Regions from separate parts of the Anser cygnoides genome. Here region 1 is linked to region 2. Evidence: chromatin contacts called from public Hi-C data. All regions are on one chromosome and are shown on one strand. Each heading gives the region's core, a stretch centred on a gene start, on an enhancer-like site or on the middle of the called end of the contact. The rest is flanking DNA. Distances are from core to core; before and after follow the strand shown. Region 1 holds the start of CLDN11 (claudin 11). Region 2 holds the start of TNIK (TRAF2 and NCK interacting kinase).

The links. Hi-C and Micro-C count contacts between places; a contact is called where the count stands out from the background.
Region 1: a contact with region 2 is called in a Hi-C map of liver, with 3 times the contacts expected there. The contact joins the promoter of CLDN11 here to the promoter of TNIK in region 2. A contact is called at or near these places in 3 of 7 Hi-C or Micro-C datasets (granulosa cells and liver).

Annotation. Positions count from the first base shown.
Region 1 is chr9:22,110,651-22,113,879 of Taihu_goose_T2T_genome, reverse strand. CLDN11 (claudin 11) reads left to right here and starts at 1,366. Exons shown (of 3, transcript XM_013174715.3): 1 at 1,366-1,794. The coding sequence starts at 1,569.
Region 2 is chr9:21,849,968-21,852,991 of Taihu_goose_T2T_genome, reverse strand. TNIK (TRAF2 and NCK interacting kinase) reads right to left here and starts at 1,680. Exons shown (of 31, transcript XM_067001986.1): 1 at 1,330-1,680. The coding sequence starts at 1,386.

The DNA.
Region 1 (3,229 bases), core at 117-2,616, 260 kb before region 2:
CTAGACAATGTGGAGATGGCACTCGGACATAAATAACAGCAGTGAGCATCAAGGAAGTCAACGGCAAGACAGCAGGCAGCGTGGCTTCACAAAAATACGGTTAACCAGGCATAGAAGATGAAATGACGAGGAGCGTAGGCAATGATATAATGCAAAAGCAACCATTAAATTTGTGTTTATTATAAAAGCTCCTCTTCAGAGGTGATTTTCAGCCCTGTAGGACTGTTTAGGCAGTAACTGCAGTGTTCAGATGGGGCTGTGATAAAACAAAAGCTGTGGCCTTGTGTCCCTGAGTTGTGACGCTCAGGAATGTGAAAAATAAGGCTCTGCATGGTTTTGTTCGTGGTTTTTATTTTGTTTGCTAAAGAACAGGAAAAATACTGTTGGATGAAGAGCAGGATATATTTAATTCACGACTTACTAATCTTGGAGTGTGGCTTCCAATATTTCTGTTTCATTAACAGCCACGGGAATGAATCAAAGTCACCGTTCTGTATTTTTCATGATTTTTCCCCTGCCCGATGCAGTGCTGGAGGCACTCCGCTAGTGGTCTCCCCAGGCACGTTTTTTTTCCGTGTAAACCCAAGCCCTCTGCAAAATCAGAAGCTGTGGTGGACGCACACTGATGAAATTTCATTAGGGATGTGTTGGCGTCCAGTATCATAAATGTGTTTGCAAAAATACGAGTAAAAACGGGAAAAGAGCATGACTGCCTGTTTCTGCAGGTACAGAATTGCCTGTGAACTTTTCCTTTTGACATTTGGAAACGGGCTGTTCTTTGTTCCATGAAATAGGCTGAAAGTTACACCCATAATGAGTCTGAGTAAAAAGCCACTTATTCTAAACGTTAGCATTTAAAAATGGAAATAAGGTGCTGCCGAAAGCAAACTTAAGACTCTGAGAGTGTTAATTAAGACTTCTGAAACCTCAGGCACGAGAGAACGCAGAGATGGGTCTTTTATGTTTTGCAGTTACTGAAAAGATCAGAAAAGAAACAGGACCGATTATGTGCATTTACTGCAGGAGCGCTGGTGGCTTTGGGGAGACGATCAGTTCCATCTCTCGGGTAGCTCTGTCCACCACGTTCCTTGCCTTATTTTTCCGTGAAGAGACAGAAGTGTGATCGTTTGTCTTCAGCTCAAAAGCACTGCTTCGGTTTTTATCTCGAGCCTGAATTTTCAGCAGCCAGGCTGCTTGCACGTGAAGAAAGTCGCCTGTTTTGTCGCCTGAGCACCGTCGGAGGCGATTCTGCATCCCCTGTCCGCATCCTCCTCCTCCTCCTCCAGCTCCCTGCGATGAGCTGGCAGAAGTTGGGGCTCCCCCCTCGCTCCTCCCATGCGCCGTGGGGCTGGAGGCAGCTCTGACCCCTCCCAGGGAGGGAGCTGGGCAGAGGCAGATGTGTGTGCTGGGGGACCTCTTCCCACCAAAGTCCAGTCCCTCCCGCTCCCAGCTGGCGGCAGGTCCCAGCAGCACGCATCCTGCCCTGCCCCGCAGAGCTCCGCAGCCGGCTCTGCCAAAGCTTTGCCTCTGCTCTCGGGTCCAGCTCGTGAGACCAGGGCGTCGTCGACATGGTGGCCACCTGCCTGCACCTGGCTGGATTTGTCTGCAGTTTCATAGGGTGGATCGGGGTGGTGGTGGCGACCGCCACCAACGACTGGGTGGTGACATGCGGCTACACCATTACCACCTGCAGGAAAATGGACGAGCTGGGGTCCAAGGGGCTGTGGGCAGACTGCGTCATGGCGACAGGCCTCTATCACTGCAAGCCCCTCGTGGACATCCTCATCCTGCCAGGTACGTGTCCCCATCCGTGCCCTCGTCCCTCCTGCCCCGAGGCGCTGCTCCGTGCGGTCCTGCCGTGGGGTGAAATGCTGGCGAAGCTCCTTCTACTTCACCAGCCCGGGAGACGGTCCATTAAGTATGCTAAGGAATTTGAGTGATAGCCCTTAACATGATACCCATTAAGTTCTACCTGGTTTTAATCGTGCCTAGGTATGATGTGTTATCTCTGGCTATTCAAATCCACTTAATGCTATCAATCATTGCCCTTAATAAACACTCGCTGTTCCTTTCACGTCTCATTTCCAAGTTGTATCACAAAACATGTATAGTATATTGAGATCTAAGAGAGTATTTTGAGTTTCGCTTTGAGATGATGATGAACTGTTACAAATGTTAAGGATCTATTCCTTGAAATGATTTTGAGTATAATTAATCTTTTGACATCTATTATTAATGCTGCTATGGCTTTTAATCTTCTGAAAGGTTGTCATTGGTCTTGACGGTCTTGTCCTTTGGGTATCTTCTAACACAAGACAGAGCTTTTACACAGTAAAGAGATATAACTACACTTAATTTGTCATGATACTTTCTAATCATATAGTAATTTTCATCTAGTTTACTGCAAAGCAAGCATTAAGCAAGGTGTTTCATGAGTGTTACTACATCTTTTGAGCTAACTAAACCCGTCTTTGTGTGATCCTGTCCCTGTAAGTTCAGTTAATTATTTTACCTAATGATTTTACCTATTTAAATTACTGTTAACTCTGTGGTGTTTCTTTGTTCTGCTACATTTTAGATTACACCTCATCAAGAATTTCAGAGGTGCCCCTTCCAAATCTGACAGGGCAGAAATAACCATTCCTTGTAGCTTGCATTCATTTTTCCTTATTTATTTGTTTAAACTGTTGTGGAAATAATTTCACAGCTGTTAGAAAGATTATTTCTGAAATACTCTCTGATACAATGCCTAGTCAGTATTACACAGTGTTCAGCAATTTTAAATCTCTCAGACCAGCTCCTATTCTTCCTTTCCGTGCATGCATACTTATATTTTAGTAGATTTACTTTCCTTATAGCTACTACTGTTCTGCATGATACAGCACAGAATAGAGAGAAAAAGCTTGCCCAGAAGAAACAGTATTGAATGAAATTTAATAAATAAGTGAATAAGTCTTTCATCAACAGAAAGCAATGTTTCTTTTCAGCAGAAACAGATCACAAAGCAAGATTCTTCTGCTTGTAACTCATCTGAGACCCATAGCTGTCCACGAGAGGAATTCATCCTTGCTCTGCCTGCTCACTGAATTGTATTTAGAGTCTTTCATTGACTGAGCCAAGTCCTTAAACTGGTGTGTTTGTGTGCATGTTTGATAGAGATCGATTACACAGAAACCACACTGGGCATTGCCATCTTCTTTGTTTTCTCATTTTCTGCCCTTAGCCCCTC
Region 2 (3,024 bases), core at 431-2,930:
GGGGGCAACCAGGCCCCAGCCCACGCGGAGGCTGCCACGTTTGACAAGCCCGACATTTCAAGGGTACATCGGCAGGAGCGCGTTATCTCCGAGGGGGGCCGGGGAGGAGGCAGGGCGGCGGGGCCCGGCGGGTGGATGACGGGGAAAAGCAGGGCGTGGGGAGCAGCCCCGAGCATCCGCGCTCCCGCATCCCGCGGGCACCCGGCTCCGTCTGCGCCCGTGTGTCCGCGCGTGCACGCGTGCGACATGATTTATTAATCGAGCGCGGCGAGACGCCGTGCTGCCCAGCCCCGCCGGCGGGGAAGGGGGGCACTGGGGGGGGTCCGGGCTGCCCGGAGCACTGCGGTGCCCCCACCCCAAGCAGCCCCGCGCCCCCATAGCGCCCCGCAGCACCCCACCTGCCCGTGGTCCCCGTTGCCACCCAGCCGGGGGGGACGGGCGGCGCTGGGGGCACCGCACACACACCCCGGGTGTACGCGCAGCCATGCAGCCGTGGGTACGCGTACACACGCTTGCGTACACACATCCAGCCCTACATGTGTGTTCGGATGCACGCACACGCAGGCACACACATATATACATACCCGTCTGCATGTGCACGCTTATATATGTATTATGTACGTGCAGGGGCATACGCACACATTATGTATGTGCAGGAGATATGCACACGCATTTATGTGCGGGCAGGGGGACAGGCACACACGTTTAGGTACGGGCGGGGGATATGCACACACAGTTATATACATGCAGGGGACATGCACACACATTTATATGCATGCAGGGGACGTGCACACACAGTTATGTACGTGTGGGTGCGTACGCACACATTTCTATACGTGCAGGGGCATTTGCACACACGTTTATGTACGTGCCTGTGTGTATGCACACATTTATATATGGGCAGGGGTATAAGCATGCACATTTCTATACGTGCAGGGATACATGGATGCACACACATATACATACAGGGCTTTATGCATGCATATTTCCATACGTGTAGGGTGTACGCAGGCACATATACATACGCAGGGGTATATGCATGTGCATTTATATAGGTGCAGGGGCACACGCATGCACGTTTATGCGCAGGCAGGGGCACACGCACACCCAGCCATGTGCGGGCAGGGCGGTACACACTCGCACACACTCGCACACACTCGCACACACTCGCACACACTCGCACACACGTGTGCACACTCACACACACACACACAGCCCGACACCCCCGCAGCCCCACGGCCCCCCAGCCTGTGTCGGGGTCTCTCACTCACACTCACACACACACTCACTCACACACTCACTCACACTCACACTCGCCCCGCGCCTCACCCGCAGCGCCGAGAGGTCGATCTCGTCCAGGCTCCGTGCCGGCGAGTCGCTCGCCATGTTTCCTCCGCCGCTGCCTCCGCTGCTGCCGCCGCCGCCGCCGCCGCCGGCGAGGCGGCCCCGCCGCCCCCGAGCTGGCAGTGGCGGCCGCCGCGGCGCTGGCGCTATTTAACGCCTCCCCTCATGCGGGGCGCCGGCGAGGGAGAAGCCGCCCCTCGCCCCTCTCGCCCCTCGCCTTAGGGGCGGCGGCGGCGGCTGCGGGCAGGGCTCGCCGCGGGCTGCGCCGGGATGGCGGCGGCTCCGGCTCCGGTTGCGGCTCCGGCTCCGGCGGCGGCGGCGCACGGCATGGCCGCCTCCCGGCCCAGCGCGCCGCCGGAGCCGCCCCTCAGGCACGGCGAGGCGGCGGCGGCGGCCGGGGGCGGGCAGGGGGCGGGCGAGCCCCGGCCCCGCGTGTGGGGCTGAGGGGGCTGGGTGGGCAGCGGGAGCCGGGAGCGGGGCTGGGGGGGGAGACGGGGGGCGGCCGGTCCGCCGGGAAGGTTTTGGGAGGGGGGGGTCCTGTGAGGGCGCCTCACGGCGCGGCTCCTGGGCACGTCGTGTCGCGGCCCCACGGGAGATGCGGGGTCGTGTCACGGCCCCACGGACGCCTCTGGGGGGCACGGAGCAGCGGCAGACCTGTCAGCCCCTGGCTCAGCACCGGTACCGCGTCTGTACCGCCTTCGGAAGGGGCCAAAACCCCTCCACATGCAGCAGCGGCTAGGTAGCCGGCTTCCTCTGTTTTACTTGCTTCCCTTTTTCGGATGTGGTTTCTGCCAAACCAGGTGCCATATATAAATATATACGTATAAAAAATCTGTTGCCTTTGAGCAAACCGTATGGAAGCTGTACTTACAACATCAACTCTCACAGGCTTGTGTCAGGATCTTACAATATGCAGATCTGGGAAGCGGAAACCCTACACATGAGTCAACTGGCAGGCGGACGGGGTTTTCTTACGCTTTTGGGTTGGGGATGCGCTCTGTGAATTAAAAAATAACAATAAATCATCCTGCAACCAGCTCTGCTCCACGGGCTGCGAGGGACAGAGGGACAAAAAGGGGCCGAGGCTGCTGCCCTGCCGCTGGCGGTGCAGGAGCTGCATCGACGTCTCGTTATCTTCATTAGTGCTGATGGTGGCACGGCTGATACGGGCTGGGAGCAGCCCAGAAGCGTTTCAGCTCTCAGGGCTGCGAGGCCTCGGCGGGACGGGGTGGTTTTGGTGGAGAAGCAGTGGGTAGCGGACGTGCGCAGGGCTGCGCAGCACCAGCAGCATGCCTGGCTTCAGCCCCTTTTTCCAGTCCATAACTCGTGACCCCCCCAATTTCACACACCGCCATTAGTCCTCGCGTTTAAAAAGCCAGATTTGACCAAAATGGTAAACTGAATAAAATAAACGCACATTTAAAAAACAGAGGGCTGTCGCATTGTCTCTGAGCACCCCCGTGAATCTTTGGTGGTGCTGTTTGTTTTTTTTTTGAACCAGATGCTGTCTGTGTCTGTCAGACCTGGATGTTGCAATGCTTTGCTCCTAGTTGTGAAGCTGAAAGCAAAACTGCTTGGGAACTCGTAACAAAGCAGTGTGGGACTTCCTACTGCCTTCATTGTTCTCCTGAAGAGAAATGCAAAGAACAGGATGAGGGAGGACGCTGGCTTTCTCTAATG